Linked DNA regions of Mus musculus: region 1 is linked to region 2. A link is a contact called in public HiChIP or PLAC-seq data. All regions are on one chromosome and are shown on one strand. Each heading gives the region's core, a stretch centred on a gene start, on an enhancer-like site or on the middle of the called end of the contact. The rest is flanking DNA. Distances are from core to core; before and after follow the strand shown. Region 1 overlaps Hmbox1 (homeobox containing 1). Region 2 overlaps Kif13b (kinesin family member 13B).

Evidence for each region. HiChIP or PLAC-seq counts read pairs in DNA pulled down with a chosen protein or histone mark.
Region 1: a contact with region 2 is called in an H3K27ac HiChIP or PLAC-seq map of microglia, with 4 times the contacts expected there. The contact joins two enhancer-like sites. A contact is called at or near these places in 1 of 115 datasets of contacts at active chromatin or transcription factors (microglia) and 2 of 9 other capture datasets (adipose tissue and liver).

What each region holds. Positions count from the first base shown.
Region 1 is chr14:64,912,981-64,919,735 of GRCm38.p6, forward strand. The region is part of intron 1 of Hmbox1 (homeobox containing 1); the gene reads right to left. Among named protein-coding and RNA genes, the nearest start is that of Hmbox1, 33 kb to the right of the region's middle. Within about 2 kb of position 3,136, at least 92 of the 459 cell types and tissues checked have an H3K27ac peak or open chromatin away from gene starts, as enhancers often do. A contact at or near this core is called in adipose tissue and microglia, where this site is marked.
Region 2 is chr14:64,789,837-64,797,257 of GRCm38.p6, forward strand. The region is part of intron 37 of Kif13b (kinesin family member 13B); the gene reads left to right. Among named protein-coding and RNA genes, the nearest start is that of Gm26225, 40 kb to the left of the region's middle. Within about 2 kb of position 4,200, at least 18 of the 459 cell types and tissues checked have an H3K27ac peak or open chromatin away from gene starts, as enhancers often do. A contact at or near this core is called in adipose tissue and microglia, where this site is marked.

The DNA.
Region 1 (6,755 bases), core at 1,886-4,385, 120 kb after region 2:
TATGATGATGTTATAAACTTTAAACATAAGTGAATTTACCTTATTTATATCTTATTAAATTTATTTCATAAAATAGAGTAGACTACCCTCCATGAAGGACCAAGAGAATGCTGTACCCTTAACACTGCTCATACTCACATGAACTGCTGGTAGACTCCCAAACACTGCTCCCAACGCTGCAGGGCATTATTTTAAACTAAAATTCACATCTAGGAAAGCTTACTCTTTATATGGTGAACTAGTACAAACTCCTCATATGTGTGAAACCAAATATCACCAATTACTTTCCATTGCAGGTTCCTTTAACTGCCATCCCTTCCAATGCTACTTCTGCATATAAGTCGCTCTTTTCTCCCCAGCTAACTGCTATCTCCCTTTTGTTGTATACAGCTACAACCTCCAAAAACACTTATCTGAGGGCCAAGACAGGGCCAAAGAAGTTCTGTACCCACCAAAGGTAGTTCCCTTCGAACTAAATTGTCACAAATATTTTCGTGTGCACACGTGTGTACAGATGCCAGTAGAGGCCAGATACTGGCTTTGGGTGTCTTGCACAATCACTCTGGGCCTTATCATTTTTTGAGGCAGTCTCTCACTGAATCTTGATCTCATTGATTCAGCCAGTCAGCAAACCCTAGGGATAGTCTGCCTCAACCTTCCCAATGCTGGAATTAGATGTGCACCACCATTCCTGGATTTTCAATGTGCATGCTGGGAATCAAATTCAGATCCTCAGGCTTATGCGGTAAGCACTTTACCAACTGAGCCATCTCCCCGGGCTCCTAAATTGTCAATTTTGTTCTTTGAGGGTATAGTTGAGTCAATCCTGTGGTTGTACACTGGCTTGCTTGTTTGTTTTCTTTTTATTTTTTGGGTTCTTTGAGACAGGGTTTCTCTGTGTAACCCTGGCTGTCCTGGAACTCACTCTGTAGACCAGGCTAGTCTTGAACTCTGCCTCTCAAGTGCTAGGATTAAAGGCATACATCACTACTGCTGCACTCTGATGCATGCACACTGATTAACCTACACAGTATCTGCAATTTTGAGACTGTACCTATATATCAGTGTTTTTAATAGAAACAAGATCTACATTCATCAACAAACTTTGTAATTTCTCATGCGTTCAAGGCATGCTTTCTCTGAGTCACTACAGGCAGGTAACCACAGTCACTCAATTCTACAGACACTAAGTGCCTGCCAGTGCTGACCAGTGAGCTTAACTCAGACTGTGATTTGTCTCACGGCAGAACATTATTCGTATTGTTCCCGCTCAAGAAAAACAGCACCATGACTTACAGCATGCTAAACATACTGATTTTTCATGTTAATTATTTTAGTTAAAAGCACTCTGAAGGCAGCACTTTAAGAAGGGCACTTTCATAAGAGCAGGAGATAGAACTCCCATGAGAAAGGTACCCCTGCCCCCATACCAGAGGAAGGAAGACATTCTTATCGGGAGTCCAGGATGGAAGCAATCTACACAAACAAACCCTGTTCAACTAACCTTATCTGCTTAGTCACTCTTCCAAGATTAGCTGCCTTGATTGAAAGCTTTTTATTTGTCTAAGACAGCTTTTGGTTCTAACTGCTTCTTGGGGCCCTCGTTTTTTCTTGGGAGCGCTCCCATTGGGGAAAAAAATCACCAAATAAAATGTGTGTGCTTTTCTCTCAGTAACATGTTAGTTTAGTTCTAAGGCTCAAAGAGGCTGGAGGAGATATGTATCTCTCCTATATTGTGAGAGAAAACCATCTCCTTTTTTCTCTCACCCCCTGCTTATTTTCTGTTGCAAGGGCATTACTGGAACAGTCATCAAATACAATCAGATGCTCACAAAGCTAGTTCACCAAAAAGACAAGCCCAGAGTACACACCAAGGACTAAGAACACACAATGGCAACAACAAATAACCCCTGCAGTTATTAAGTAAAAAAAAAAAAGGGTGATAACATTCAAATGATAATGCCTATAACTTTCTACCTAGCAATTCCAGTTCTGGAGATAGACCCAAGAAGACAGTCACACAGGGGGCAAGGTAACTTCAATTCAAGGTTATTCTTTTCAGCACAAAAGATCAGAAATAATCGCCGGGCAGTGGTGGTGCACACCTTTAATCCCAGCACTTGGGAGACAGAGGCAGGCGGATTTCTGAGTTCGAGGCCAGCCTGGTCTACAGAGTGAGTTCCAGGACAGCCAGGGCTATACAGAGAAACCCTGTCCCGAAAACAAAACAAAAAAGAAAAAAAGAATTTCCCATTGGAGACAACAGCTAGAACTCAAAGGTAAAGTACTTAGCTAGTATTCAGCAGGTCCTGGGTTCAAGCCTATGTACTCCACATCTACAGCATTTTGCCTTGGAGTTCAAAGTGCTAGTTCAACAGGAAGCTAGGGGTGGAGTGGGGATCAGGAAACAAGACAATGAAAGAAATGGCATCCTTTGCCATCTGGCTCTTTGGACTGGTTGTGAGCTCTGAAGAAGTAAAAGGGTAGATTCAAAAGATAAAGATCTTTTCAAGATAGGGGCAGACTGAAACTGAGCAGGAAGGAGGGATCTCGAAATCTGCCTTGGGCTTCTGGTGCTAAAGGCTGAAGCTCTGAACATACATTCCCAGCATGGCCCGGCTGTCCCTCACAGGGGACCCAAATGCAGAGACAGTAAGGAGGTACCACAAAGGAACAGAATAAAGAAGGCTGTGAGCAAAAATTCTTCACTTCTTGGCTGTGTGTGGTGGGTGGCACACACCTTTAATTTGGGAGGCAGAGGCAGGTGGAAGTCTGAGTTCAACGCTGGCCTGATCTACAGAGTGAGTTCCAGTACAGCCAGGCTATATAGAGAAACCCTGTCTTGAAACCACAAAACAACAACAGCAAAAAACTCTTCATCTCTGTCCTCAAATCCATGCACCATTCCACTCAGGGGGTCCTCAAAATCCTCATCAGGCTCTAGAAGCTTGGTTGTGCAAGCAGGAAGTAGCTGCCACATTCCAACTGTCCCCAGGCCCTGAAGCCCAGACACAGTTTCACAGCAAATCTCTAAACATGTGATACAAAGAGGAAAAGAAACAGAAACCAGCACTCCAAAGAGAAAGCCAAAAGGAATGTCAGGGCATTCTAAAATGTGGCCCTATTGCTCACCACACGGGAAGTGGAGGAACCATGAGGATGAGCAAAGAGGTCACTCGAGCTCTGCTGGGATCCACACTTACTCTACAGAGTACAATCCTTCAACCACTTTAAAATACTGCTTTTCTAGCCATCAAGCAATGATGTGTGTTCTTGATTCTATGCCTGTGCGTACCCCTGCCTCCCAGATTGTTCACATTAAAAAGAAGGACAATTAGAAGAATGATAAGAGAGCTGGGGAACACACCGGAAGGCATAAGCATATCCTTGTAACACGCTGGCAGAAAATTACAGAACAGTCAAATACAGAGTTGCTTCCTTTTTTAAAAGTTAAAGACATCTTGCCCTATTCTAAAAATATAACAAAGTATTTATCTTAATTCAACTTTCAGTTTTCCTTTTTCAATTTTGTCCAGAATTAAAATAATATATACAATCCACGTATGCCCTATAGCACAAAAATAATAGTTCTAAATATACAGATGTGCCATTTTTAAGAGATGGAGTTTGTACTAAAACCATAATACTTGCTAAACCATTAAAAAAAAAAAACAAAACCAGAAACCAAAGGCCATCTTTAGGTAATGTGAATTCATATGTGAAGATGAATATTGCCAGGAAGAAGTGTGTTTCTAAGAGTAGCAGGGAGTGACTTCAGAGACTCTGAAGATGAAACTCCATGTTGATATGAATCCGTGGGGTAACAGACACGAAACCAGCATAACTCATTTACTATACCCTGTTTGTCGTCTACCTATCTCAGGAGCTAGGTAGTTTAATTTTATGTTTGATCCTTATATTTTTCATACACCTTCATGTATTCATTTGAAATTCAAATGCCCCACAATGTAGGTAAGGCAGGTTTTACAAACACTTAAACACGGGAAATTTTTAATTTTAAACAAAGCAAAATAATGTGTAACAGAGACATTTTATCCTACTTTTTTTTTTTTTTTTTTTTGGGTTTTTCGAGACAGGGTTTCTCTGTGTAGCCCTGGCTGTCCTGGAACTCACTTTGTAGATCGGGCTGGCCTTGAACTCAAAAATCCGCCTGCCTCTGCCTCCCGAGTGCTGGGATTAAAGGCGTGTGCCACCACGCCCGGCTTATCCTACTTCTACTTCTCCAAACGCCACCTTCTGTCTTCACTGAAAATACTTCTCCTGCCCATTCACCTTCCCTTCACTAAGCAGCGTCTTCTGCCTCAAGTTACTAGCAGAGTTCTTACTCCATCAACTTCGCATTCCAGACAACAGACTCTGCTATCTATTCCTCATTGCAGTGGTTGGGAAATGGAGGTTGGGAAGTGTTGAAATGTGACTGTGTACAAATCAACCTGCCACATCTGGCTTTCTCTGCAAAACAGAAAATGATGCCTAGAGCTCTAACCTAATAGGACAAGCACAGATCTAACTAAACAAAGCTTTAGAAGCTACCAGACTTCTGTAACATTAAGACTGTGTGAGAATGACACTCTAGAAATAAATGTCATGTACAAGGGCTACAGTAAGACAAAGTATTTACACTAAGGGGTAGCATTCCATTCTCTCTTCATTTCTTTACAGTAACTTCTTTGTGGAAAGTCAACCCATTAATAAAACCTAGGCCAAAGGCCACCAGCTTGGTGAACTCTTCCTTTATTCCTTAAAAGTGATAAAGCTCCCTGCGTGAGATAACCTGATGACTTGTGAATGGAGTTAGCAGATCCCTTAGTTTCATGAACTGTCTGGGTGAACTAGGAAGCCACTGGTATAATAAAGCCGGAGTCACTCAGACGTGAACATGTCTACATGACACAGGGAACTCATTAAAACAAACACGGGTTCCTCAGCCTCGGTGGTCAGAACCCAGTAAATTGTGATCTCTATGCCAACTCCCACTCTCCTTCAATTCTCTTACAGTCTGCATGTCCCCTCCTGCAATGGCGGCTCTTTTGCACAAGATATCCCTCTTGTCTGGGCTTGATAGTTCTTCTTTCTTTATGTGATACCTAGCCTTCAGACCCGTACTTTATCATTTCCCAAGGGACCCCTTCCTGCCAACCTGACAAGGCTAACTCCCCACAGTCTAAGCTCTCATAGCGCCTGGCAGTACCCCATGGAGGTGCAGCTCTGCATCTGCATGGCTATTTAAGTAATACTCCTCACTACACTGGAAGCTTCAGGAATGTCTCTGTTCTCTATTATGTTCCTTTTACCCAAGATAGTTCCTGGAGCATGGCTGTTACTTAGTTAAAAAAAAAAAGAAAAAAGAAAATAGTGAGTGAGGAGACGAATAATGATCTACAAATATTTCAACAAGCATTGAACCAGGAGTTCCAGATCAATTGGAGTCTATCTCTACTTTATTATTTTGCTCTTAATTTTCCTGTGTTTAAGTATCTATAAACCCGCCTTACCTACATTGTGGGGCATTTGAATGTCAGATGGATACACAAGCGTGTAAGAAAAATGTACAGATAAATGTCAAACAAAAATACTACATAGCACCTGAGATAGGTGAAGGAGAAAAAGGTACAATAAATGAGTGGTGCTGGTGTCACTTCTGCTAAGCCACAGTTTTATATCGATATGAGGCTTCATCCCCAGAGCTGTTGTTTATAGCTTTGTGGTTCACTGACCTATCATAGAAAAAGAGCCTTGGGCTGGAGAGACAGCTCAGCAAGAAAGAACACTTGCTGTTATTTTAGAGGACCTGGGTTGAGTTCCCAGCACCCACATAGTAGCTCACACTATTTACTGTGACTTCAGTTCCAGGGGATAAAATTTCCTCTTCTGACCTCCAAAGGCACCAGGCATGCATGTGCACATACATGCATACAGGCAAACATTCACATAAGCTGAAATAAATATATACTGTAGAAAGTTTAAATATACGGTGCATGGCTGAGTCTCTGGTTTTCTAAATACTGAAAATATTCATTTTTCTCTGTGCCACAGACGAGTGGGTCTGTGAAGCCACAGGGTTTTCTCACTTGACATAAAATTATTCTCTTTATAGCTCAAAATACCTAAGAATGTCTTGAGAACCACTTAACTATTTTTCTTTTCTCACAGCAGATACGTACACTTTATACATTGTGGAATATTATTAACATTCAAAAAGTAGAGGAAGTTTTCAGGCAAAACAATTCACTAATGATTGATGATTAGTTTGTTGTTTTGGTGTAGTTATATAACATATATCCTTAAAATGTCATAATAGTAACCTGTACAGTAAGAAATGATTACCACTCACTGTATCTGCATTTCAACTTTCAAGTGCTCATAAAGTAGCAGGTAAAAGGGCCAGCTTGGCATAAATTAAAGAGTGCACACATGACAGATTGTGTGATTGGATTTTCCTTAAAGAGAGAATGAAAATAATTTGGCTACACCTACTTCTGATTCCCAAGTCATCAAGAGTCAGGTTAAATTCTAATTCATTTATCTATTAAAAGAGTAAAAATTATTTTAGACACTCCTTAAGATATAACTAGTTAGTTTTCTGAAAAAGAGCAACTGAAGCATCAACCAGGTATAAATGACAGTAACTAATGAGAATACACTAACAGCAATAACACTTTTATGCTATTAATGTCTGATTCTTCACTTAACTAGCATGGTGATCCCATGGTGTAATGTTAGTGTTTTCATCT
Region 2 (7,421 bases), core at 2,950-5,449:
AGCAGCTGTTTGCACATATTGACACCCCATCCTTTCTGCTCTAAACAAAACTGCCAAGTCTGCTACTAATGTGATTCATGTGCTATCACTTAGTACAACAATCGTCCAATTTATGAAGGTGCACTTAGTGTTGTTTGTGTTGCCAAGTAGAAAATGTAATTCTATTTTTAATTCTTGATTTCACTTTTCAAACAATCTTGAATCATAATTCACCCCACCCTCAATGTCCAGTGGACAATCAGTTCTTTGACTCAAAGTAGTCACTTGTCTTCCTCCTGTTTAAAACACTTTGTGTGGCAGTGGAGCGTTAGAGAAAATGTTCTAGGATTTCCCAACAAGCAGGAAGCTCCTTTCATACGGTGGTGAAAGGAACCCACTTGGAGATGCAGTTTGTAGTCATGGAGGCTTTATCTCAACAGAGAATGTTAAATGAGATTTATTTCTACTCATTCAGAAACATAAGCCATGCAGGTGCAGCTGTTGAAGTGGGTCTTAACACTAGCTCCTCCATATTTCAAATGTCCCAGTGTCAGGAATGTAGGTCAGGAGCGTCGGAGGCAGAGCGATTCTTAAGGGCTTCTATGAAGGCATCTTCAGGAGAGATTGTGTTGGCATCAATAAGTTATTCTGTATGTAGAGAGAGCTTCCTGCCCAGTGTGATACCAACTTGCACATCAGCACACAGAGCAGATGGCAAAGTGAAACACAGTAATTTTGAAAATGTTTTCAAGGACATGTAGCTAGGCAGGTCAAAGGTCATTTGCCGTTATTGAGATGTGTCTGTGAATGGAGGGCGCAGGCAGGCAAAGCTGACTTTCCCAGGGGCTCATCACTGTGCATGCTATGCAGCTTTAAACTGGTCATTGTTTCATCAAGTATGATGGGAGGGTCTCTGCATTACTAAAGTATATGTAAAGAAATTGCCCTTCCCCAATCTGCTCTGGTGACCCAAAGCCCATATGGGACAGCCACCATGTCTTCTGCCTTCTGTAAGTACTATGGTGACATTACATGGAGCTTGATGACCACAGTTCCAGCTGCTCTTCACTGCAGTAGTTGTCTAGATGGCAGGGGAGGAGTCATGTTGAAGACAAGCAGCTTTTCTTTTCAGTGATCAGCGAACAAGTCCAAGCCCTGGCTGCATGGAGAGCTCATGAGAGTGAGAGGAACAGCAGCCTGTGAGAGACAAACCTGATGGGAATAGAGAGGCAGTCTGTCATGTCCAGGTGACAAGAAATGTATGAAAATATAAATTAACACTGGGCTTGGTGACCGTGCCTTGTGGTGTAGCTAAAACATTAACAGTGATTTGTGAAAACATCTCCCTGGGGCAGATGCTTCCATATCCTCAAGGTTGTAGTCTCTGTCCTCATATGCATAAAACCATAAGCCTTGTATCACCAACAGCAAGTCCTTCTTGGTGGCCTGTCCTAGGCTGGGTGTCCGGGTACCTTCGTGGCCTTCTATATTTATCCACATTTAACCAGTTTCTTCCCCTGGGTAGCTCACTTCATTCTGTTTTTAAACTGTTCATATGAGGCAGCTGGAAATGAAACCAAAGTCTGCACTCTTACTGTGGCTTATAGCACCCTCCAGCAGTGAGTACCCTCCTTTAGTCTGTGTATGCTGCCTGCCAGCTCTGTGCCATTCTAAGACATCCCACTCCCATTTTATCCCACGAACACACCAGCACATGCCATTCAGTTTCAGTCTACCTCTTCTTCCAGTGCTGGTGGCAACCCTGTTTCTCCTGCTTTGGTTTAGAGCCATACTGTCATGGAGGCCACTTAGTGGAAGCACAGTTAAGTGCATCCCAGCCCTCTTTGTGAGCCAAATAAAAAGAGCAAACCACCCCCCACAGATACACATGCCTTTTTTTCCTGGGAGCTTCTAGGTTTTTGTTTGTTGACTGTCTCCCTGTGGAATATAACTACAGTGGGCAGGGCTCATTTGCCCTGGATCATCCTCATAAGATGGAGATATAAAGTTGTCTCATTGTCTATTTGTATGCAGATGGAGATGTGGCCCTGTGTGGACCTCTGTCACATGTGTAGAAAGCACTGTTTGTAGGTTAGCGATGAGACAGGCACAACTGAGTGGGGTCTTGCGGTATCAAGACATATTTGTGAACTTTCCTAGGTGGATGGACATGCCATTAAAACAAATTCCTGAAGCTCTGATTTTTCTCCTGGGATTCAGTTACCCAAAATGCACTGCCTCCTCTGCTGCTCCATCCAACCCCTGAGCTACTGCCTCAGTCTCTCACCTTCCCCCACTGCCTGCTAAAGCTCTGTGGGATGGAAATTCTAATTGCAAGTGACAGCGTCAACATTAGTTTTCTTGCAACTTGGGTCACTTGAAATGTGCTCTGTGCTGCTGCTCCCTGGGTGTACACCCTTGGATGGGGCTTCAGTGCCAGCGCGCCTGGCTCCTGTATGTTCCTCTTCCATTCTTCACTCTCTTGGAAGTCTGATTGCATACCTGGTGGTTGAGATTTTGACTTAAAAAAAAAAATCCTTCCATGTGGTTTCTTCAAGAACTGGGTCATCTTTTTTTGTGGCCTTGGCCTCTGACCTTTTGTGTTCTGCTGGTAGAATCCAGGGCAAGAGTGGTCCATGCTCTTGAAGGCCTACCCAGTCTTAGCAGTTCTGGGTTAGTTGGCCCGCCGCCTGTGGCAATGCCTTCATCTTTGTGTTGTCTTGTAGGGGCCTCTGGGGGGCGGGTGGGGGGGGATGGGTGGAACAGTAAGGTCCTGAGCCCGACAGTAGTGGAGCCGACTTATCTCATTTAAATGATTCTCCTGTTCCAGAGTACCGCTGTCTTAGTTTGGGTTATCAATGCTGTGATGAAGCACCATGACCAAGAGCAAGCTGGGGAAATAAGGATTATTCAGCTTACACTTCTGCCTTGTGGTTTATCATTGAAGGAAGTCAGAACAGGAACTCAAGCAGAGCAGGAACCTGGAGGCAGAGCTGGTGCCGAGGCCAGGGAGGGGTAGGTACTTCTTACCGGCTTGTTCCACAGGGCTTGCTCAGCCTGCTTACTTACAGAACCCAGGACCATCAGCCCAGGGATGACAGCATCCGCTGTGGGCTGGGCCCTCCCATATCAGTCACTAAGAACATGCCCTAGGTTCAGTGGTTCTCATCCTGTGGGTCGAGACCCCTGTGGGGCAGAATGACCCTTTACAGGGGTCACCCAAGACCATAGAAAACACAGATATTTCCATTATGATTCATAACAGTAACAACATCACAGTTATGGAGTAGCAGTGAAATGGTTGGAGGCCCCACAGCATGAGGACCTGTGTTAAAGGGCCGTGGCATGAGTGAGGTTGAGGCTTACCTACAGAGAGATTGATGGAACATTTTTTCAGTTGAAGCTCTCCTCTCTCTGACGACTCTAGTGTGTGTCAAGTTGATATAAAACTACCCAGCACAGCACTGAGTAGGATTAGTCCCCAGTTCCTCCCGGCACGGCTGCTGGATTCTTTGTCCTGTGTCCACCCTTGTCAGTGTGGTCCCTCTCTCTATTATTGTATTAACTACAAAATGTACAACACTCAAAAGGGAACTTTAGGGTTCCCTTCCAAATATTTCTTTTAAAATTCTTTTTAAGTTGTTTGCTTTTTAAAACTTATATTTTTGCTATGATCTGCCATACTTCTTAGTTATAGGGTGTCAGCATGTGAGTCACAAGCACAGTGTTGGCTGTTTAAGGCCTAAGACAGAGCCCTGGCACCTGAAGAAGCCACTCTTCGGCCATCAGGCATCTGGCCAGCATAATGCATCTCCATGTTGGTGGCCGCCACCCCGTCTCCCCTTTAAGGAGGACTGAGTGGCATCGTGGTGCTAAAGGGACTACATACCAGTCACCTGCTCTGTGTCACCAACCTGGTAAAAACTCCATGACCAATGTTTGATGACCCTGCTTGCCACCTGGCTCCACCATCACTCTTGTGTAGATATCTGATGTTGGTGATGGTAGTTTAGCTAGGCGTGAGCACCCTGAGGTTTTATTTGCTGCCAGTGTCTGTTCAGATGTTCCTTAAGTAAGCAACAAACTGATGTTGAGATGTTTAGAACGTGACCCAAGATGAAACCTAGAAAAAGCCTGTCAGTGAACATGCCTCACAGGACCTGTCCCGTCTCCGAGGCAGGAAGCGTGGTCCAGCGGTTAATGTTGTGGGACTTAGAAACGGCCCGTAGAGAGAGAGAGAGAGCAGCACTACTTAGTTACTTAAGGCTTTCAGTATGGACAGAAGCAGAGATCCAGATGGAAGCCTGTACACCATGTTCAGGGGCACGGGCCTGTTAATTGGAACCCACTTTCACTTCTTTCTTAAGAGGAGAGGAATTGAGCGGCTTCCTTTTTGATGATCACAGTTTAGTTTGGAGCTTAACACTTCCTTTGAGACCGTCCCATGTTGTGAGTTCTCTGGAGGCTCAGTGGCCAACGAGCATCAGGGCATTCAAGGCTGCCAGGAAGAGCAGCACAGGGTGGCTCTGCAGTAGAGTGACATGAAACACTCTGTGAGAAAGGACTGAGGAGCGGGTTTGCTGCCTGTCAGTACCCTGGTACTGACTCCTCAGAAGAAGAACGACAAGAACAATTTCTCTGAAGTGTTGTCTCAGAGAACTGGGATTCGAGTTAGCAGAGCATAGAGCCAGCTATGAGAGCGCAGTAAACACAGACTGCTCTCTACAGCAACCCATTCCTGCATTTGCAAACAGTGTTTTCTAGAGGGGATGCTAACCTGGATGAGGCCCGAGGTAGAAGAGGCTCAGAGTCTTCTCATGGTTCTATCACTACCCCGGCAGGGCAGATGAGTTGGGAGAGAAATGCAAGTTTGTGGTGTGAGAATGAGCACTGCCAGGAACCCTTTCATCGGTGGCCTTGGCATTTGCAGGGCAGGAGCAGTCTCTGCTGTCCCTCATGCAGGGCAGGGCAGGGTGGGAACAGTTTCTGCTGTCCCTCATGCAGGGCAGGCAGGGCACTGGAAGATATGTGCTTAGTGCGTCTGAGCCAGAGAGTGGCCCAGACAGAGGCTTTGGTTCCTGGCTTTGATTCAGGATTGTGTGTGGCTCATGGTCTTCTTTTGTGATGGAAGTTCCTAGTTCCTGTTTTACAAACAAGATTCTCATAACTTGTGTGTCGTTTTCTTTGTGTGAGGGTATTCAGAAAGAGTTGGGCTTCTCATTTTCACAGAGGGCAGTTCTGGTTGTAATCAGTTTCTGTCTGAGTTCCAGAAATGCAAAGATATTGCATGGAAAGAGGTGGCAGCTGACAAAATTGCTGTCTTTGACCTTCCGAGGCACATTTAGTAACGAATCTGGAAAATAATGAACTACAATTAATGAAACCCGCACCCGTGTTCAAGTGTATTTCTCAGACAGCACATACAGTAATTGAAAGGACTTCCTGCTCTCTAATTAGTCAGATTGAATTAATTTGCCATGATAGCTCTCTTCACGTGTCTGGAAGTCTGTGTTCCTATGAAGTTGTTGGTGTTCTTCAGAGCTTGAGATTCCAAGTAGCTGCATTGATTAGTCTGGGGAACGAAAGTGTTAAAGTCAGATTGACTTCCCACCAGCACAAGTGAGCTCCCTTCTGGCCTGCTTTCCTGTTTCTGCCCTCTTGGGTAGTATGGCTGTATTGGCTGCAGGGACTTTTGCTTCTTCTGCACTGTAGCCTCAGGTGCAGCAGGCCACTGTCACTTAGTGCTGACCTGTTGAGGAAACTCTCAGATGTAGGTAGCGCCTCCATTGCACTTAGAGCCTTAGAGTTAGTTCACAGAATGAGCTGAATAGGTTCAGCTGAGTCTGATTAAAAATAAGTAATAGTGTTCATAGAATTGCTGAATCAAGGAAGTCTTTGAAGGAGCCAAACTAGAGAGAAAAGAGCCTCTTCAACCCATATTTCCTTGTCCCTCTTGTTCCTGTTTTAAAAGATGTCCACGGACAGGGAGATTGTAGGCTGCTTCAGAATAGGGAGTTAGAATGTCAGGTCTATGTGTTGGAGTACTTACCCCCCCTGGGTCTGCAAGGAAGATTCCAGAAGGAAATGGGCAGACTATTCAAGTATGCATAAAGCCCTCACAGTGATTGTTGTGTTTGTCAGAAATTTTGTCCCCTCCTATGATTGACAGTTGGATCCTGTGACTGACCAGGACCTGTAATGATCAACTCACCCCCACCCCACATGTGGTCATCTAGAGAACACATATGACTGGACCACCACCTTCATATATGTACCTTGTGCTGGTGACAGGTAATCTAAGGGTGCTGTGTACGTCAGACACCCACTTTTCCATTTGAAATATAGCCACCAGACGGGTAAAAAGCTGGCTTCATCATGACTGACACACTCTACTCACATTAGCCTGACACACAGAGTGTAAAGCAGAAGGCAGCTTGGAACATGGTAATACCAGGCACTGAGGATTTCAACGACAACATAGCTTCAGATACCCCTGGCAAGGCCAGGGCCTTCCCTGAGCATGCCTCTGCCCTCACTATATGAACATAGTCCTTGACACAGGCCTCTGTTGATGAGCTTATGGGTCAGGCTTGGTCCTCAGTAGCATGTGGCTATTATCCCATCAGAGGCTCTACTTTTATCAGACTTGTTAAAGCTAGCCATTTCTAATGCCCTGCATCTAGACTCTGCTTAGAATTTTCTCATATCAGAAGGTGAGATGTTGACTTCTGATTATTTGTAGCAAAAAATAAAATTTACAACTCTTATAAAACTAATTTCTCCTACTTGGGCCTAAATAGTTGACTAATATTCATTTAAATAAAAGCTGAGTATTAACTTGGCCACAATTTGATCAAATTCATGATAGTAGGTAGATGTTAGAAAAGGTTTATAAATATAAAAAATGTAGGTGACAATTCAGTATTGTTTAAGGTAATTAATGCTTCCTTTGTCCAGCTTCTCTTGTTCCCTTTACAGCTTTATGCTAAAATTTACAAGGATCCATCTTTTCCCACTGTCTGTTTTATTCTTTGTGCTGTTTGTTAAATGACTGATGTACGTGTTTATTTCTTCAGAAAACACCAAGACAGCACTTATTAGTGCCCTCCTAAGAGTGGAGGGCAAGATGTTCCTTCTGAACTCCACAGATAGAGGCACAGCCAGTGCAGGGTCCCAGCAGGTGCTGCCAAATATGTTTGTGGCATAGGGAAGGGAGTGGGTATTCATGAAGTCTGAGTGAGATGTGATCTCATAAATGACTGGCACCATTTTCCTGAACCGTTGCCAGGTTGTGGTGGCTGAACATGTGTCTGCTGGGTTTCAGCAGTGCTCAGCAGACCACACAAAGGCTCCTGAGCATCGCTGACTCCACTCAGTGCTGGGCTCCCTAAGCCCTGGTTCTGGAGCAGGAAACAGATAATTATATTCACCCTTCTCGCGGG